Linked DNA regions of Mus musculus: regions 2 and 3 are each linked to region 1. A link is a contact called in public HiChIP or PLAC-seq data. All regions are on one chromosome and are shown on one strand. The core of a region is the stretch at or near the end of the contact, and the rest is flanking DNA. Distances in the headings are between cores, read along the strand shown. Region 1 overlaps Gm40287 (a long non-coding RNA gene). Region 2 has its middle 130 kb from the start of Gm36372. Region 3 has its middle 47 kb from the start of Gm48606.

What was found. HiChIP or PLAC-seq counts read pairs in DNA pulled down with a chosen protein or histone mark.
Region 2: an SMC1A HiChIP or PLAC-seq map of the NIH/3T3 cell line shows a contact between it and region 1, with 6 times the contacts expected there. The contact joins two enhancer-like sites. A contact is called at or near these places in 1 of 15 datasets of contacts at CTCF or cohesin (the NIH/3T3 cell line) and 1 of 115 datasets of contacts at active chromatin or transcription factors (vascular smooth muscle cells).
Region 3: a contact with region 1 is called in an H3K27ac HiChIP or PLAC-seq map of heart atrium, with 7 times the contacts expected there. The contact joins two enhancer-like sites. A contact is called at or near these places in 6 of 39 promoter capture datasets (the 3T3-L1 cell line, the C10 cell line, cranial neural crest and 2 more), 1 of 15 datasets of contacts at CTCF or cohesin (pro-B cells), 5 of 484 Hi-C or Micro-C datasets (the HL-1 cell line, Sertoli cells, cardiomyocytes and 2 more) and 2 of 115 datasets of contacts at active chromatin or transcription factors (cardiomyocytes and heart atrium).

What each region holds. Positions count from the first base shown.
Region 1 is chr12:15,615,999-15,619,109 of GRCm38.p6, forward strand. The region is part of intron 1 of Gm40287 (a long non-coding RNA gene); the gene reads left to right. Among named protein-coding and RNA genes, the nearest start is that of Gm40287, 11 kb to the left of the region's middle. Within about 2 kb of position 1,608, at least 58 of the 459 cell types and tissues checked have an H3K27ac peak or open chromatin away from gene starts, as enhancers often do. A contact at or near this core is called in the NIH/3T3 cell line and heart atrium, where this site is marked.
Region 2 is chr12:16,357,434-16,360,544 of GRCm38.p6, forward strand. No RefSeq gene overlaps it. Among named protein-coding and RNA genes, the nearest start is that of Gm36372, 130 kb to the left of the region's middle. Within about 2 kb of position 1,573, at least 21 of the 459 cell types and tissues checked have an H3K27ac peak or open chromatin away from gene starts, as enhancers often do. A contact at or near this core is called in the NIH/3T3 cell line, where this site is marked.
Region 3 is chr12:16,183,965-16,187,075 of GRCm38.p6, forward strand. No RefSeq gene overlaps it. Among named protein-coding and RNA genes, the nearest start is that of Gm48606, 47 kb to the right of the region's middle. Within about 2 kb of position 1,602, at least 69 of the 459 cell types and tissues checked have an H3K27ac peak or open chromatin away from gene starts, as enhancers often do. A contact at or near this core is called in heart atrium, where this site is marked.

The DNA.
Region 1 (3,111 bases), core at 358-2,857:
TAGAGGGAGGGTCCCAGGTCCTACTACTGACCTTTTACAAAGATCCACTTGTTTAGAAGAGTCTATACCATTCCTGTCTCCATTAACATCTCAGTCTATAGATAGACATATATTATAGAGGGAGGGACTCAGGTCCTTCTACTGACATTTTACATGGATCCACATGTTTAGAAGAGTCCAGTTCGTCCATATCTCCATCAGCATCTCAGAAGCTTTAAGGTAGCTTCATTTGTATCATGGCCAAACTCGTTTAAAACATTCAGCTTAGCCACATACATTGTCATGAATGAAGTAGTCAATCTAGGTAAGAGTTGCCAGTGCACAGGCTTTGAAAGCTGCATTGTAGTGCTGGACAACCATTGACCTAAGAGAGAAAACAAATTAGAAGGCAAGAAGGTGGGTTAATAACACACAGCACATAAAGCTAAGAGGCAGGGTGGTAGATAACATAAGTGTTCCTATGATTGCTGCGTCCCAGGTTGGCAGTCTATTCCTGAACATGGGATGGTCTAAAACCCAAGCTGCTCATACGCAATGGCACTGAGATTGACCAAGCTGCCCATATGCAATGGCTCTGAGATTGAGTTTGATTTTCTGTCTTCATTAGACTAAGTGAAATGTTCTCTTTCTCTCAGGTGACATGTCTAAGAATTCCTTCAGAAAATGAATTTCCTACTATGTGTTAAGTAGCAGAGCTTTTGTGGGCTCTCTGAGTCTAAAATAGCTTTGCCATTTGTGAGCAGTCTTCCATTAACATGGCTTCCAAGCTCCCTTGAAGGGTGCTGTTGGAATCTGGTATGTTAAGATAAGGCATTTAGGAATCTTTTCCCACTTTCTCTGGGAGACATCACACACATTCCTGGATCTCTTGGCCAACCCTGACCCATGAAAACGTACTGTAACTATAGTAGCAAAAGGACAATGTTATGTTTTAAACTGAAAGCTTATAAAAGCATTTTAATCACTTATACATTATAAGGGAAAGTTATTTTTTACTATTATTTTTCATAAAACTATCAAAGAAGCCTTATAAGTTTTATGAACACTGTGTTTTTATGATCTCCTTTATTAATAAAAAGCTAATATTGTAATTGTTTCTGTGGTAACAGAATGATTACATAAATGAATATATTTAAGATAACTGCATACTCACTCCCCCCCCCCCTCTTTTCTTCATACAAAGTATGTACGTTTTCTTTAGAATCCAAATTTGTGCTTTGGGAAAGGCAGCCGAATAGCCAACGTTGTAATTTTATGAAACCACAAAAGGTTCTCTTATAAAGGGCTCTGACTTGAATGCACACTAAAAGGAAATTAATAGTCTCAGTTCAAACATCCTCCTTAATCCATCTCCTTTTGCCTCTTCTAGGCAAGAGAAGAATGCAGTTGTCACACTGGCTTAGGGAAGGGACAAGTGTTGAGCAGCAGGCTGCTGGCATGAAACCATGGAAGCTGGTCCTGGGGTATCTCAGCAGCCTTGAGGGAGCTGCCAGGCCAGAGATGTGTAGTGTGTCATTATCAATTTGCACTCTGATTTCCTAACAGTTCAAGAGGCCTTTTGACAAAAGCCTGCGTGCAGATCTAATAATAACTCTGGATTTTTGCTGAATGTCTCACAACCTGGGAACAGGCCCAATTGCTGAACATACTTACACTGCATGAGTTTGTTTTACTGAGCCTAAAAGGGACAGCCAAGATGATTAGAAAATGTGCTCTTGGGGAATGGTCCCCTTTTTAAATGCCTCTTTTAATAGAATTTCCGGTTGTTTCTAAGTCTGCATCCCAAGTGAGTAACTATTGCAATTGGGGATCAGAGATCTGTTTTCTGGGTCTAATGTAGATTCACATGGTCCTTATTACTAACCATATTATATTATAAGAATATCTAATGACCAAGACTGACCTACTTCTTGCTATTTAAACACAAAAGATCTAGCCTGTTTACAAGTCCCAATATGCATTTAAATCTCACAGCTAGCTGAGAGTCATACTCCTTATCAGTCTGGTTTCCCATTAGAATGTCCATTGGTAATTTGTATTCATTTTAGTCCATGGGAGTATATGGAAATACCTCCACCTCCACCTCTAAACATTCGTGAATTTGTTCAAAAAATGTAGTGTTTTCTGACCATTTCTATCTTCTAATGCAGTGTTCATCAAGGCAAATGGATCCTCCCACATTGTTGCCCAAGAGGCCAAGTTCTCATATTGTCAAATGAAAACAGTCTAGCACATGCTTAATATGAGGACAGAGAGTGGGAAGGAGAAGGGGATGGGTTCATATCTCATTCTCAACACCAGGGATTGTGCCATGCCTTGTTCAAATGAGAAACACGTGGTTCTGTGTCACTGGTCTCATTCTGTGCCTTTCCATTCCCCAATTCTCTGATCTTTGCATCTCTACCTCCTGATTAATATAATTTTGGATGTGAAATATCCTCCAAAGGCTGATGTGTGAAAACCTTGATCCCCATGGACCTATTGGAGGTGGTAACACATTCAGAGGTAAAATCTTTATGGAGGTAGTTAAGTCACAGAGGAATGCCTTGAAGGATATAGATATTAGAGGCCTGGACTCTTCCTCTAACCATTCCCTTTCAGATTATATAAAGCATAGCAGATTTCTGCTGCCATCTCTCACAGTTGTCATGCACCATGGTACCCTAGACCAATAGCAACACAGCCAAGCAACTATGAATTGGAATCTTTGAAATTGTAAGCCAAGTAAATAATTCCTCATTGTAAGTTGTGTCTCTTGGATATTCTATCACGGTGACACATAAAGATAACTAATACATCAACTCATTATATAGCATATATAGGTCTCAAAACTGAGATCTCTTGTATTATTTGCTCTCTTCACATGTCCAATATGAAACAGGGAAGAAGCTCAAAAACAGAAGAAAAAACTAAAGCTAAAAATTGTTATCAAACTAATGTTCTGGTAGTTTTAATAATTCTTGAAAGCATTGTGAGTAGAGAAGGTTCACATGGTATCACTATATATTAGATGCAAGATATACAACATGATACAAACATGAAGTGACTTTACATCACATAGAGTTATATCCTTCAGCAGACATAAGCGTGTCCCTTCAAAACTTTACCTAG
Region 2 (3,111 bases), core at 323-2,822, 740 kb after region 1:
AAATACTGCTACTTTTAAGAATATCCTTTTTGGAGACCTGGGACAGGGAAGACTCCTGGGAGTCTATGGGTTGTGACCATAGCTGAGACACCTACACTCGGGGGACTATGGAGACTAACGTGGCCACCTCCTATAACCAGGTGGGACTTTCAGTTGAAGGAGGTGAACATCAACCCACCCACAAAACCTTCAACTCAAAATGTGCCCGGCCTGCAAGATGCGTAAGGATAAAAATGGAGCAGAGATTGAGGGAACAGCCAACCAGTGACTGGCCCAACTTGAGATCCATCCCATGGAAGAGAGTTAACCCCTGATAATATTAATGATACTTTGCTATGCTTACAGATAGGAGTCTAGCATAACTGTCTCCCCAGAGGCTTCATCCAGCTGTGGATGCAAACAGATGCAGAGACTCTATCAGGTGGAGCTCAGGGAGTGTGGAGGAATGGGAGATAGGATTGAGTGAGCCAGAGGAGTCAAGGACACCACAGGAAGACCTACAAAGTCAAATAACCTGGGCCTATGGGGCTTCACAGAAACTGAATCACCAAGCAAAGAGCATATGTGGCTGGACCTAGCCACCACCCTCACATTTGTAGCAGATGTGCATCTTGGTCTTCATAATGGATTCCCTAGCAATTAGAGCAGGGATTGTCTCTGACTCTGTTCCCTGCCATTAGATTCCCTTCCCCTAGCTGGACTGACTAGTGGGAGAGGATGCACATAGTCCTGCTGCAACTTGATATACCAGAGCAGGTGGATACCCAAGGGGGCTTCCCTTTTTCTGAGAAGGGAAAGGGAGTAATTGGGAAGGAAATTTGTGAGCATGGGACTGGAAGGGGAGGGAGGCCAAAACTGGGATATAAAGTGAATAAATACATAAATGAGTAGGGGGAAAAGAGTATTCTTTAATTTATTTAGTAAATATTTACTGAGGAACTTTCTGCAACAGGCAAAATCTACATTATGGTCTTTAACCCTCCCTCCCCAAATAACAAGCCTGGATATATCAATTCACGTGAGAAGGAAACAGTTTCAAAGAAGTTGAATGAAAGAGAGAGAGAGAGAGAGAGAGAGAGAGAGAGAGAGAGAGAGAGAGAGAAAGGAGGGAGGGAGGGAGGAAGGAAGGAAAGGAAGGGAAAGGAAAGGAAAGGAAAGGAAAGGAAAGGAAAGGAAAGGAAAGGAAAGGAAAGGAAAGGAAAGGAAAGGAAAGGAAAGGAAAGGAAAAGAAAAGAAAAGAAAAGAAAAGAAAAGAAAAGAAAAGAAAAGAAAAGAAAAGAAAAGAAAAGAAAAGAAAGGAGAAAGGAACAAAGGAAGAAAGAAAGCACCAACAGCACTCAGCTAGCACATTCAGCACCATAGTTTAAATCCCTGCCCCTCTGACTCCAAACCTGTACTGACTGCCCTGAATTGATCTTCTTGTGCACACTGCCTTTGTTTTCTCCCTTCCTCTATCCCTTCCACTTTCTGCCTCTTTAAAAACTAATCTGAGGGCATAATATATTCAAACACAGAGGAGAACAAAGGCCCCTTCTTGGAAGGCTAAGGCATGGCATCTTAATTGAAACAAGATAATCCAAACATTTGCTTCACTCAACGTTTACAAATTCCATTTCATTGACTTATATTTTCACAACTGACTGTCATGTCAAAGTTATTTTATTTTCACAGAAGTTAGGAAAATACAAAGAGGGAAAGTTTTAGAACAAAGTGGCTTACAACACAGTTCAACCCTCTCTTCTTGATGTTGTAAGATTTGGGATGTTTCTAAGACACAATACTCAGGCCATTTGACACCATTTCCCATGAGATGCTGGTCCCTGGGCTGGACCCCTCAGATGTCCTGGATTGCTGGGAACTATTACTCTGGTTTCCAAAACCCCATTCCTTTGTCCAGCCATGATATCATCTCCTAGAAGGACCCTTCTTGCAAGATCAGAAAGAAACACCAGCAGGGACTGTCTTCAACATCCAGCCACAGTGCCAGAAAAGGGGCAGAGAACCCCCACTACCAAAGCTAAATTTTTTCCTCATAGATATGATTCCAATTCAAAATAAATGCAGCATTTCAGGGCCCTTTCTACATAGTACAAAGGCAGCATTTTGATAGGGGGATAAAAGTAAAGAGCTGTAGTATACATCCAGCCTAGGGCTCATCATCCTCTGATGTTAGGATGATATGGAGGAAGCCAAGAACTCTGGAATCAATAGAGTGGGCTTCTGCCACAAGCTCCATCCCTTGAACTGAAAATTCCTGTAGTTGAGATTTGTTATTCAAGAACTGGGTATTACTACCTCTATATCTTTTGCTTTAAGGGTTTGGCTATGACTCTTGTGACTTCACACATATGCAACCATCTGAAAGGCTGATTGGAGCTTGTGTTAGTTAGGTTTTTACTGCTGTGAACAGACACCACGACCAAAGCAACTCTTAAAAAGTACATTTAAGCCGGGCAGTGGTGGCGCAGGCCTTTAATCCCAGCACTTAGGAGACAGAGGCAGACGGATTTCTGAGTTCGAGGCCAACCTGGTCTACAGAGTGAGTTCCAGGATAGCCAGGGCTACACAGAGAAACACTGTATTGAAAAACCAAAAAAAAAAAAAAGTACATTCAATTGGGGCTGGCATACAGGTTTAGAAGTTTAGTCAATTATCATCAAGGAAGGAGCATGGTAACATCCAGGCAGGTGTGGTACAGGAGGAGTTGAGAGTTTTACATCTTCATCTAGAGGCTACTAGCAGAATATTGACTTCCAGGCAACTAGAATGAAAGTCTTATAGTCCACAGTGACACACCTATTCCAACAGGGCCAAAACTTCTAATCCTGCCATTCCCTGGGCAGAGCATATACAAACCATCACAGAGCTTCTGGGAAGGCTGCTCCTAAATTGTTGTCTGCAGGTGTGGTAACAGCAAACAAAACCCTCTGAGTCTTTTCCATCCCTTCCAGCTGGAATATACGCAGTCTCACACCTTACCTCCCAAGGGAGGCTGTTCAAGCCACTCTAAGCATAGCCACCCACCAATCCCAAAATACTCATTATCTCCCCTTCACTAAGAACAGGAATGCAACAACCAGGCTCCAGGCATGAGAGTATGGACTCTATATT
Region 3 (3,111 bases), core at 352-2,851, 570 kb after region 1:
AGAAAACCAGGAGTTGCAGAAAGCCATGCAAAAAAAGTCCCATTTGGACTTATCTGACAGAAGAGAGAATAAGGGTGTACTTTACACTGAGACTACTGCACTGTGGTGTTTCGGGGATGCCATAGTGAGCGGAGTGTTGACAGATAGTTTACATGGTCAAGGGCAGACCCTGTCCTCATTGATAAATCCGCATTCCCAATTCTACAGACATTAGAGAGAAAAGGAAAAAAACACACAAAGGAAAAGTGGTCCTGACAACGAGAAGAATAATAAATATATAGTTGTCATAAAGAATAAGAATTGGAAATCAGGCTCCCACTCTCTTGCTTCACTGAGCCGATCTCATGGCGCTTCAGTTTCTGTATCTGAAAGCTGGGAGAAGATTATGGATCATAAGTGGCTGTGATATCTCTGGGGCGAGGAACTCCATGCTTGCTGTGTGGTATTCAGCAAATATCCACCTGTGTGCTGAATTCAAACTTGTGATATACGTATGTTCCCCTCAGAACTGTCATTGGTCTTTTCAGAAGAGTCCCTGTGCTCACTCCCTGAGGCTCAGGGAGGTGTGTTGGGAGTGACAACCATAGTTTGAAAACTTCACTCATCTTGAATGTGTATCTTTTCATAACTGGGAAACATCGTGAGCTGCAACCTCCTATGGTCTATTGACAAAATAATTGGCTCAAGCTCAGAGCATTCTTAGGATTGTTCCTTGCCTTCTTCACCATCATGATTTCAGTCTTATTATGCAACTCTGAAGGTCAAACATGTTACTGGGGATGCGATCTCACAGCACTCAGATGATGGGTAACAGTAAGGACATTTAACTCTTATTAGATTTGTATGTTTTCTTCATCACAAAGTCCCATACTTGGACTGGGGATTTGACTCACTTGGTAGAATGCTTGCTGCCCCAAGCCCTTGGTTCTGTTGCCAGCAGCACACAAACCAGGCATGCAATCCTAGCACTTAGAAGGTTCAAACAGGAGGATCAGAAGTTCAAGGTCATCGGTAGCCACTTAGTGGATTCAGGCCAGAGAGATAAACAAAAAATCCCAGGACTGCTATTCATGAGCAAGTAACAAAACTTCTCCAGCCCCAGGCTTTGAACTTTAGGAAAGGTTCAACAATGGAAGCACCAACCATGAGGTGGATTAAGCATATAAAATCCTTACTGTGTGTCCGAGGCTCGGTGTCTAGCTATTCTGGCCACTGCAGTGAAAATAAACCTAAGTACAAATTCTGCTTTTGTGATTACTGTCCCCAAGATCCAGATACATAAAAGGTTTTGGACTCCTCTTTCTCATCTGTAGAAGAGAAAATGATACTCCTATAGATTATAAAGAGTGGAAAAGACTGAAAAAAAACACAGGAATAACTCCTTTGTTTCAAGAGGATTCCTACAGAACATATTCTGTAGACCCCGAGTTACTCACCCTCAGGATTATGCCCCATATAACTGTTTTAGCCAACCAGTGAGACCTGTAAGCCCCGCACTCAGAAGGACGAGGCAACTTGAATCTGAGTTCCACGACAACCCGAGCAGCGCAGTGAGACGCTATCTCTGGAACCCAACCAACCAAGCGGCCCCTCCAGCAGGAAGTGAGTTCAGATGAGGCTAAGCCGTTTTCCCCCAACACCAGCAGAGCCCTGGGTTCCCTTATCTTGACAGCCATGTGTGTGTGAAGGAGGTCAGTTCGCACTTGCGCCTGCCTGTCAGCTATTCTTCAAGCTTCCAAAGTTTGGCTGCAGGTTGTAAAATCATATTAAGTTCTGGCAGTTTAAGAAGCGTGCCCGGAAAAATAACCAGAGCAGGAAGGAGAAGAGAAGTATTTGAAGGGCGCAGATGGATTTTGCAGCTGGGGAAGGGAACATTAGCATTAGCGAAATGTCTGTGGTGGAGCCCAGGTTTCCTTCACACAAAGGTCACATCCCTTCACTGTGAAGAGAATCATGTTGAAGGTATGATGTTGCCGTTGCACTTTATCGTTCCCCATCCTGAAAGGTTTTCATCTTGGCAGCCTTTTCCCCTCTACTAATCCAATTCTCCTTGGAAAATGTCACTCCGCTTGAATTTTCATAGCTCTTCCCCTCACTTGGGCACCTGGGAGTTCCGGATCAGAGCTGCGAAGCCCACGAGAGGAGGAGACGCATTTCATTATTGTGGGCGCCGGATGAGTTAAGCTATAAAGAAATGCCAGGCAGTTTCTTTTCTGACTTTTTCCCCTTGGTCTGTTTTTCTACATCAGGCTGTCTCTATTGTATAGGCTAGATGGTCAGCGGAAAGTGCAGCTGCCCTCTCACGGGGGAGTGACAAGATGAGACACACATAGGGACTGTCAGCTGACCCTAAATACCATTCTAAGGAAAGAACGGGATTGGCCATGGAAGAAGAAACCTCTTCCGGAGCTTCACACCACACCAAGCTCTGCACAAAAGGGGGAGTTAGACAAACTGCTTAAAGTCAGTGGGCAGTGAAAAGAAGCTGGAAGCGAGCAGACCCAGACCTCATTGTCTCTCACATGTACCCAGTACCACAACCCCACAGAACATTTCTGTGGGCATGGCACCCTGGAAGAAGAAAACTTGACTTAAAATGTAGTCGATTTGGTTATTTTGTGGCATTAGGGATCTGGAGCTCCATCCCACAAGATCTCCATATAAGCAGACACCACACACAGCCCAGTGGATGTGGTTCCGAAGGAAATACTTTCCTTCATTTTTAAAAAATACTCATTCTGAGATTCACACAGAGCAGTTAATTCTCCGTGACCGGGTGTAGCTCATGTAAGACACTGATGGAGCTGGACACTGAGACAGAAAGCAAAACCAAGCCAACTCCAAAAGATCCAAAAGCATGCATGGTAAATTCTCTGACCACTGTATCAGTCCAGACGGAGCAAACCCCGAAGGACCCAAGCCTCTGTGTATTTACAGATTCAGCAGCTTGGTAAATAATCTGGAAGTCAAAATGGGAGATCACAGCAGAGCTCAGGAGCTGCTTTCAAATGAGTGACAGGTAATTCACAGCATGCTGATAACTGTGAGATCAGATAGATGAAAGTGTGTGGTCTTAGGGAAATGTATTCTGAAACCGGACAGAGAGGTCAA